3 separate regions of the Mus musculus genome follow, and regions 2 and 3 are each linked to region 1. The links are chromatin contacts, called in public HiChIP or PLAC-seq and promoter capture Hi-C maps. All regions are on one chromosome and are shown on one strand. Each heading gives the region's core, a stretch centred on a gene start, on an enhancer-like site or on the middle of the called end of the contact. The rest is flanking DNA. Distances are from core to core; before and after follow the strand shown. Region 1 overlaps Gm32379 (a long non-coding RNA gene). Region 2 overlaps Zmiz1 (zinc finger, MIZ-type containing 1). Region 3 holds the start of Ppif (peptidylprolyl isomerase F (cyclophilin F)).

What was found. Promoter capture Hi-C pulls out the DNA fragments that hold promoters and counts their contacts. HiChIP or PLAC-seq counts read pairs in DNA pulled down with a chosen protein or histone mark.
Region 2: an H3K27ac HiChIP or PLAC-seq map of hepatocytes shows a contact between it and region 1, with 4 times the contacts expected there. The contact joins two enhancer-like sites. A contact is called at or near these places in 2 of 484 Hi-C or Micro-C datasets (both in liver), 4 of 115 datasets of contacts at active chromatin or transcription factors (hepatocytes, kidney and liver) and 2 of 9 other capture datasets (adipose tissue and pancreatic islet).
Region 3: a promoter capture Hi-C map of liver shows a contact between it and region 1, with 2.2 times the contacts expected there. The contact joins the promoter of Ppif here to the enhancer-like site in region 1. A contact is called at or near these places in 4 of 39 promoter capture datasets (cranial neural crest, hematopoietic stem and progenitor cells, liver and 1 more) and 1 of 115 datasets of contacts at active chromatin or transcription factors (bone marrow-derived macrophages).

Annotation. Positions count from the first base shown.
Region 1 is chr14:25,206,915-25,210,066 of GRCm38.p6, forward strand. It overlaps Gm32379 (a long non-coding RNA gene), which reads right to left. Exons shown (of 5, transcript XR_383275.2): 3 at 156-3,152. Among named protein-coding and RNA genes, the nearest start is that of Gm32379, 3.2 kb to the right of the region's middle. Within about 2 kb of position 1,662, at least 45 of the 459 cell types and tissues checked have an H3K27ac peak or open chromatin away from gene starts, as enhancers often do. A contact at or near this core is called in hepatocytes, kidney, liver and 1 more, where this site is marked.
Region 2 is chr14:25,487,802-25,490,940 of GRCm38.p6, forward strand. The region is part of intron 1 of Zmiz1 (zinc finger, MIZ-type containing 1); the gene reads left to right. Among named protein-coding and RNA genes, the nearest start is that of Zmiz1, 30 kb to the left of the region's middle. Within about 2 kb of position 1,845, at least 136 of the 459 cell types and tissues checked have an H3K27ac peak or open chromatin away from gene starts, as enhancers often do. A contact at or near this core is called in hepatocytes, kidney, liver and 1 more, where this site is marked.
Region 3 is chr14:25,692,546-25,695,485 of GRCm38.p6, forward strand. Ppif (peptidylprolyl isomerase F (cyclophilin F)) reads left to right here and starts at 1,625. Exons shown (of 6, transcript NM_134084.1): 1 at 1,625-1,878; 2 at 2,928-2,940. The coding sequence starts at 1,687.

The DNA.
Region 1 (3,152 bases), core at 412-2,911:
CATTCCCTTCTCCACCTATAACCCACATAGAAGGACCTCTATCCTGGCACTGGGCTTTTATAAGCACAAGCCTCTTAGTCCCCTGGGCTACACACCAAGTCCTACCCCAGTCACCACCATGAATGGCAGTATTCTCTACCCATACTCCAACGCACCTCCTCTGCACCACTCTCTCCAGGCCTGTAAACACCAAAGCCACACATGCAGCATGACCGTAGCAGCCAATAAATGTTAGCCTCCGGTTTCTCTTAAAGAAGCAGAACAGGGAAGGATGCTATGCTAAATCCAGCCAAGTGGCACTGGGACTTTCTAGCCAGCCCTCCATGACAGACCCGCATCCCAGCCCCAACCAGAGGAAAGAGAAGGGGCATCTGCAGTAAGCGTGCTCCCCCCCAGCTTGTTTTCCTCACTTTATCAGAGCTAGTGCTCCTCACTCTGCCCCTCACCCCGAGGCTGGCAGGATGGGAGACTTGACAGGGGTGAAAGTAATTTACTCAAGTTGCTTCACAGGTTCCTGAGGGCAGCCAGAAAAGCAGATATCTACTGGCTTTCCCCTCCCTGGGCCTCAGGGAAGCCTAGGCAGACAGTCAGGTCAGAAACAAAAACAAACCAAGGGCAGATGCACATGAAGCTGCTGGGAAGGACACAGAGGCCCTGCTAGGAAAGGCACAGAGGCCACGGTGCTGGGTGTGACGTCCACCTGGTCTTAATGACGGGAGCACTTACTGAGGCACGACCAGGTCAGAGTCACTCTCCACAGAGGCACTCTTGTGTGCCCTTGCATCTGGATGAAGCACAGCATGGGGAACCCCTCTTCCTTCTTACTGTGGTGGGGTTCAGCTTTTCTGGAGTCAGGTTACCACATGACCACAGACTCACCACACAGAGGTCTTTTGGGATTGGCGGTCTTTGTAGGATTCTACCTGTGTCCCCTGAAGCCTGCCTCTTGGCTAGCAATGGGAGCCCTTCTCCATACAGCCCTGCCCTGAGGAAGCACACAACTAGGTGGAATTTCAGGCTTTTATGGTCCTGTGCCTGTTGGCTGCTCAAGGCACTATGAAAGACATTGGCAGTTGCCTCTGGTCAGAGACCAGAGCCAAAAAGAAGGAGGCCCAAAGGCTCTCTTCCCTAGGAGGCATCTAGGTTCTCAGAGGAGATAGATCTGTTGGGTTTCCAGGAGCAGAGCTGTATGGCTGTGTCAATGCCCAGGAAGGGAAGACAGAGCGCATTGCATTACAAGTCAGATCAAAGATAACAGGTGGGGAGGTCAGAGGTCATGAGGAAGCCTGGACCTGGACCACCCATCCAGACTTCAAGTCCACCAAGGAACAGAGCCCTGTGACACCGGTCCTCCGTACACTTGTTTCTTTGAACTCCAGGCTCACACCAAGGGGGAGCCAGCTAAGTCACGTGGACAGGAAAGTACCCAAGGTCACTCAGCTAATTGGGGTCAGTCCAGTTCAGAAAAGGCTCCTCTGAACCTTGCTTTGGTTGTGTGATTTTTATTATCCCTGTGGGGATGACCAGGGGGGATGGAAACCAGGGTGTTTGATAGTGTTCAGAGTCAATGTTTAACTTGTGTCCTTCCGACCTTGGTTACCTGGCTGCCCGAGTGTGGGATGCCTGGTTGGCACCTGAGCCAGGGGTGACATGAGAAACAGGGAGATCTCTCTACCTTCTCTGACCTCTGGGTTCTTGCACCAGGGACTGTCCAGGCTTGGAGGCTTGAGAGACAGCTCATGGAATCCAAAGCAGGAAGTGAAGTAGCCAAAGGTCACACAGCAGTCAGGCTGTGTGCACAGCTGCCCCCAGACAACTGGGCAAATGATGTGTTCTTTGGGGGAAGTGACATCCAGCTGTCAAGCAGCAGCAGTGGCTATGGGCTGGCCCTGGCCAGCCAGGGAGGCAGCACACACACACACACACACACACACACACACACACACACACACACACACACACACACACACACAGGGCGAGGCGAGTGGAAACTGAAGCTAAGATATGTGCCAACGGAATAAGTCCTTCTTCATGCAACAAACATCCATCCTTGCTTCACATGGCTAAAGAGAAGGGATTACCTCACCGTCTGTATGTAGGGAATCTAAAAGCTTGTTTTGTTTCACTCCCTTTTGTTTGCCTTTCTCAATTGTCCCTAGGTCTGTGTCTGTGGGCACAGAGCATCTACTCTGTCTAAATACCCAGTATTCAGTACCCAGCACCCAGCACCAAACACTAGTGCCTAGCATTTAGCACTAGTCTGGCATCTGTGAGAGCTCGGGCAGAGTCTGAGGAAGGTGACAGATAACTGCACCCTAACCTTGTCAAGTGCCATCAGAGTACTGAAGAGGACTGGCTACCCAAGCTTTACCCTCCAAGGATTGTCCCAAAGTAACCCTGGTGTTCCTGGGTGCCACTGCATTTGCCAGCATTACCCAATGATGGCGATGGCCTTGCAGCTCAGGAGCCCTTTCAGGTTATGGGAAGGCATGAGGCCTGTAGACAGAGCCCAGGCCGTGAAGATGTGTGTGTGGGCTCCAAAGCTGGCCCTGAGACTGAACAGCATAGTAGAGCACTGTTGTCCCATTATACTGCAGACATAGTCACCCCCTTCAGAGCCACCATAGAAATGGTGACAAACAGCAATGACCTCTGAGGCAGATTGAGTGGCAAGCAGTGCCAGCCCTAGTGCATGGGGATGACTTGGGTCCCAGCATTCTGTCGTGGATGAGGAAACCAAGCCATCTCAACAGCTAGAACCTCCTCATGTTCACATAGCTGGGTTCTCCTGGATAACTTATCACCGCTGCCCTCCCAGGCACAAAACTCAGTTCTCTGAGGCCTCAGGTCAGGAAGCCAGGTAGACATAGATGGCAAGCTTAGAGAGGGCTGGGATGGCACGCGCCCCCTCTCCCCGGCGATGGAGTCTTCATGTCCTTAGTGCTCACCAACCTCACAGCAGGCTGGAACTCAGATATGGATGTAAGGCAGTACTTACTGCTGGCGCCTGGCTCTTGACATGACTCTCAAGGGATCTACCCCGACTCCCAAGGGACAAAGGCACAGGCAGACAGGGAAAGTATGCATTTGAGGCTTGCACATGCCTGTGTAGCAGGATGGCAAAGCATTCTGGCTGCCTGCGAAAGGCCTCT
Region 2 (3,139 bases), core at 595-3,094, 280 kb after region 1:
ATGGTGCTATGGGTAGCTGGCCCTCCTTACTGAGCATGCTCTGTGAAGAACAAATGTCTATCCCCCACTGGCAGTTGGCACAATAGATAACCAAGGGCCAGGGCAAGCTAGTGACCTGCCCCAGCCACACGGCAAATAGAGCCCCACGCCACTGCGATCCTGGAGGCTTTGGGATAAACTGGTCGGACTAAGATCTGGCCAACTCCTCTATCCCTCAAACACACTTCCCTCTAAACACACATGCAGGGTCCTGTGCCTTCTCAGCTTGTCTTCACCCTACCAAAAAACAGAGGCAGCGACCGACCCAGGAAGGCCTGGCCAAAGCCTGGCTTGGACCAGGTCTCCTGGGATGGCAGTAAAGTCCCTGAGCCCGCTGACTGAGAAGCAGCCTCTCAGCTCTGCAAGCATAAACATGGCTATTTTTAGCCCTCACAGGGCTGTGAGTGTAGCAATGTGACCTGAATTTGGCTTGGCCACCTCATCCTGCTTCACCCCAGGACAACAGGCCTCTCCTGGCCCTGACTCTCCCCGCCATCTCAAGGCAGGGCTGGGAGTTGCTGGGCATGAGGAGGAAGGAAACTGGGCTGGCTCAGGCAGGGGTCCTCGGAAGGATGGCCAGAATGCAGTCAGGCCCATGTGGAGGCCAGCTTGGCTTCAAGGACAGGATGTAGTAGGCAAAGTGGCAGTCAAGTCTCAAGGGAGATGTGGGAGCCATCTATGTTCTGTGTTTTTTCTGTGGTGCTGAGTACCCCTCTGGTCTGACTGGGCCTCAGGAAGCCGGGGTTCTGCCTCTGCCTCATAGACTCTCAGAAAGGGGAGGCTGTTCCCAGTCCTTAGCATCGTCATCTAGGGAGTAGGAAACCTCTCAAATGTTTCTTCAACTTTTCCTTCAGCAAATCCCGAGCTCTCCCATTTTGTGCCAGCCACTGGACATGACCACAGAGACCAGCCTGACTAGGAGCCTAGCTTCAAGGGCTGTTGTTCTTGGGCAGAGATGGGGTGGGACCATGGAGGGCAGAATAAATACATACAGAAACAGTTAGCTTTTGCAGTGTGCAGTATAGGAATGACATTGACTGTTGTTGCAGAAGGGACTGTGTGTGTGTAGATAAGGCTACCACAGGGAAGAACCTCTTGGGAAACAGTGGAGCTGGTCACAGTGTGGGCATGGAATTTGAGAAGGAAAGACAAGTGCAAAGGCCCTGGGGCAGGGAGAGTTTATAAGATGAGGTGGGTGAGCAGAGACCAGACGTACACAGGGGGGAGGTGACAAACAGGACAGGTTATACTGGTGGAAGGAACGGTGGGCTTGTGAGCACATGATATGAGGGTCTGTCAGGTGCTAAGTAACTTGTCTGGGGGCAGCCTCAGAGCCAAGGACAGTTGATTGGTTTCCAGGTCCTACCTATGGATCTTGGGCCTGGGCACCTGAGGGGTGGACATCAGATGATCCAGTAGAAATGGTGGAGAAAGAGGGGAAACTGGATAAGGGAAAGCAGAGAGTGAAAGGGCGGTGTCATAGCAGATCACTAGTTGGCCATGTCTGTTGACATCCAAGCAGAGAGAGGCTTTACAGATCAAACCCTGGGGCACTCTGCCAACCTCCTGGGGCAGTGTGGGTGGGACTGACCTGGGCTTCGTTTCTGTTCATCTGGAACCGTGGCTCTCCAAAGCTTGACCTGTAGCTTGCCTGTGCTGGGTGGAGCTGTGTGCAGTGGGTGGAGTCTGCAGCCTTGGTACAGAGGGTTAGGAACCCTACCTGGGAGAGTAAAGTTGGCATGCGCAGAAGGTGCGTGCCACAGGCATGGAACAATGTACCCTTTCTCCTGGCCCTGGGCCCTGGGTATCACTGCTACTCCCTGTTCTCAGCTGAGAACTTCTGATTGTGACATAGCAGCTGCCTCTGCTGTGCCCACTGGGGTGTGGGGCTTTTCATGACAGACTTGGTTTCCCTGTGTTGTGTGCTGGCCAGCATCTTGGACATGGCTTCCTAAGCCACTGAGTTTCTACCTGAGACTCCAGAATGCAGTGGAAGATTCTCAGAGCTTTAGTACTAGAAAGGTCATTTTGTGAGTAAGTCAGGGCCAGTAGGCTGGGTCTGGCAGAGCCCAAGGAAGCCTGTTAGTATGGGATAAAGCAGAGAGGGCTCTGATAGCCATTTCTTGCAAAAGTCCCTGTACAGGCTTTGCCTGGTTGATGGTGATGTCTTGCTGTGGCCATTATGGAGGTCTATAAACTTCTGCAAGCCGTCAGCGAATACCAGGTTAGCTCAGCTCCAGCTGTATTTCTCCAATCCTACCCTGAAACTAGAATCTACATTTTGGGGTTGAGGGCTTGGATCCTTTACTGTTGAGGTTTCTTTGAGAGCCATTATCCTAGGGGTTCCAAAACTAACGAAGAGGCTCTGAGTCCCAGTGATCCTAGTGGTAGCTTTGAGGACTGTCTATGTATCTGTGTCTGTCTGTGTCTTATGCAAAGGGTGTGTGTGTGTGTCTGTGTCTGTGTGTGTGTGTGTCTGTGTGTTTGTGTCTGTGTGTGTCTGTGTCTGTGTGAAAGACTGTGTGTCTGTGTGTGTGTCTGTGTGTGTCTGTGTGTTTGTGTCTGTGTGAGTCTGTGTGTGTGAAAGACTTGTGTGTGTGTCTCTGTGTGTGTGTCTGTGTGTGTGTCTGTGTGTCACTGTGTGTGTGTGTCTGTGTCTGTGTGTATGGGTATGTCTGTGTGATTGTGTTTGTGTGTGTCTGTGTGTGTGTGTGTGTGTGTGTGTATCTGTCTGTCTGTCTGTGTCTCCGTGTGTGTGTATGTCTATGTGTGTCTGTGTGTGTTTGCTGCTCTGGGTTGGTGCTGTGATAGAAAGTGAGGAAAAGAGCAGCTGTTGCAACCAATTGTCACCAAACTGTCATGAAATGCTATAAATATTTTCTAAAAGACAAACTTCCCAGGCTGATGCATTAGTACCTGCTTGGAAGCTGACTCCTGAAAATTAAGACAAACCACCTCTTAAATCATAGTTGTTAACCTCAGGTGTAAAAGCTGTTAGCACAGCCACGGGTCAGGGTGACTGCGCAGCACCAACTCAGCAGCACGGCAGACGGGGGGCCTTGGCTAACTTGGAAGGCTTGGATTACCCGGCTTAGCCTCT
Region 3 (2,940 bases), core at 375-2,874, 490 kb after region 1:
CCTCACCTCTGCAGGCTCAGGACAACAAGTTTCCACAGCTCCAATTTGAGGTATGTTAGACCAATAGGAGTCAAGACCTACAGGAGTCGATGGGCTACAGAAAGCCTGGGACTTGTGGATGCTTCCTAGCAGGGCATGTGTGGTGGTTCCTCTCCACTCCCTTCCAGTCTAAGTGTGCACTGCTGTTGCATAGATTTTAGAAAATGTGCCAATGGCTCAGGCAGAGCGGAGGGCAAGTGAGTTCCCCTTGCAGGCAGCTCCCTTTGATACACACTGACAAGAAAAGACGGGGCCCTATGTGGGGTTGGGTGAGACCCACCCTAGACTAGGGACTGGTATACAACCCATCAAGGCCAGTAGCACAAAGCAGAGAGCTGTGGACCATCACAAGAGGGTTCAGGCTGCCATGTGTGAGGCGGGGAGCATGCCCTGATTTCATAGACTACTTGGACCAGCATGGCTTCTCCACACACACACACCCCCCAACTGAATCTTGGGTGGGACAGGCCAGGCTCCCCGGCTCCTAAGGCTCTCAGCTCCTTTCCTGCTCCCGCCTCTCAGGACCTTGGGACCTTGCACTGGAGATTCCCCGCTATGCTCTGAGCACACAGTCTAGGCTATGCCCATCGCTGTTGAACACAGAACAGCATTTAACAGTTAACAAATGCTTCTCTCTCTTGTTTGTTTATCCTCAGAACAGGTATGAGTAGAAAGCAGGGTAATTTCTCATCGCTTCCTTGGTTGCAGGACTGGCTGAATCCAGCAGTAGGGAACCAGGGTTTTCTAGCCCTAGTTAGAGCCTTTTTCTCTTTCTGAGCCTCAGTTTCCTAACTGTGTTGGCTCACATGCTCTCGCTGGCTGGCATTCATTTGATTCCCAGGCTGGTGCTGTGCCCAGTGCACCAGGGTTTAAAGTCCTGCCTGTGGCTCTTCTGCAGGCTCCTTTCCTTTTATATCACACACTGCCAACTTCCTGGCATCCCTAGAGAATGGTTGCTTAGGAAGTTACCTGCAGGTGTGGTGCAGTTGGCAAGGAAGTTTATTCCAGGTGAATGTAAATCTAGGGGGCATTCCAGGGGGTGTAAATCTAGCCCCGCACTCTGCTGGCCTGGCTGGAGGTGGTGGGAACAGACAAGGGCTGTCAGAGTGGGCTGGGACTGAGGCCTGGCAGATGCACTATTGGTTCGGCAAACTGTATTTTCAGTCCTGGCGGAGGATCTGGTCTCTAGAAGCAAAAGGAGACAAACTCAGCCCTGGAGCCGGCAGCCTGAGGTCACCTTGTGGGTGTCTTAGACTGTATCTCTGCTTCTCTGTTCTTTCTGTTATCTCTCCCTTTCTGAGCCACCTCAGATTCCCCCACCTACACCCCCCCACGTCTTTCTGAATCTCAGGATCAACCTTTCTCTTGATCTAGAAGCACTTTCAAAGGACTTCCGGCTCAGTGTGTAGGGATGGAGGGCGGGGCACAACGCACGAGCCGATTACGCTGCCAGCGGCAACCGGCAGGGGACGCTAGCGAACAGGTTCCGAGGGGGCGCGGCGGAGGCGTGGAGGGGGGCGTGGTCTCGAAGCCAGCCGACCAATAAAGGCGGCGGCGCGCGGCCTAGGTATCGCTTCCTGGGTCGTACGACCTTGCCTGTGTCTGCTCTGAGTTCTTCCGCGCGCCCTCGCCCGACCCGCGACAGCGATGCTAGCGCTGCGTTGCGGCCCCCGCCTGCTCGGTCTGCTCTCCGGCCCGCGCTCCGCGCCGCTGCTCCTCTCCGCGACCCGTACCTGCAGCGACGGCGGAGCCCGCGGCGCGAACTCTTCCTCCGGGAACCCGCTCGTGTACTTGGACGTGGGCGCCGATGGACAGCCGCTCGGCCGCGTGGTGCTGGAGGTGAGGCTTGGACATTTGGAAAACCTGGACTTCCCGGGCCCTGTACTGTGCCTGGCACATCAGGTGACCTTGAGCCTCAGTTTCCCTCTCTCAGAAGAGGCGGCATCAGCTTGGTCCGTTCGGGGCTTTTCAAAACCCTGGGGGGTGTGGAGGAAAAGGTCAAGGTCAGATCGTACTGAGTGACAGCCCACTGACCGGCCTGGACCGACGTTGGGCTTCCTAGACCCTCTGCGTCCGAGGTTGGACCCAGAGCTCTGGGGTGGGTAGCTGAGGTCCAGGTGTTGCCAGGTGCTCACGTGGTGGCCTGAGCGCACTCCGGATCCGCCCCCAAGGCCTGGTTGCCTAAGAGGAGACACAGGGAATGCAAGTGAGAAGGTTCTGGCTGCCCAAGCCCTCTCCATTCCCTGAGATTTGACCCTTAAAAAGAAAAGTAGGAAACAGACACCAAGGTTATCAGGAGGCCATCCCAGGAGCCTTTAGGCTGTTCTGCTTTGAACAAAGGTACCAGTTAGACTGCCGATCTACTGGGGGAGGGGAGCTGGCATTTTTTATTATGCCTCATTTTCCTCGTTTGGAAAATGAGGAGTACCTCCCCAACTCTGTTTGGTGAAGAGGGATTCTTAAGAGAAGTTGAGAGGCATGAGGCAGGCTTGGATGACGGTCCCCTCCTTCCCTTCTGTGAGCCTCAGTTTCCCCCAGCACTGAGGAAGGTCAGCTAATTCTAATGTGATACTTACTCTTGGTCCAGGGACTCATGCCGAGGGCCTCCAGCTGACATTTCTGTCCCGGAAGTGGGCCAGGATGGCACTAGTTTCTTCGGATAAGAAACTAAGGCTGTCTCAAGCAAGCTTTGGTTGGGTTCAGGAAGCAGCTGGCAGAAACGATAGTGGCTTTGGCAGTTCCGAGGAGGGTTGGTGGTCATGGAAGGGAATGGCCCTGTTCTTCTTTGTCATGATGCCCTGGCCTCTGGGTGTGAATGGTGAGGGGGATCTTTTTTGCACCTGCTTCTGGACTGACCATCCTTTTCTGTTCCTTTTCCTTCACCATAGTTAAAGGCAGATG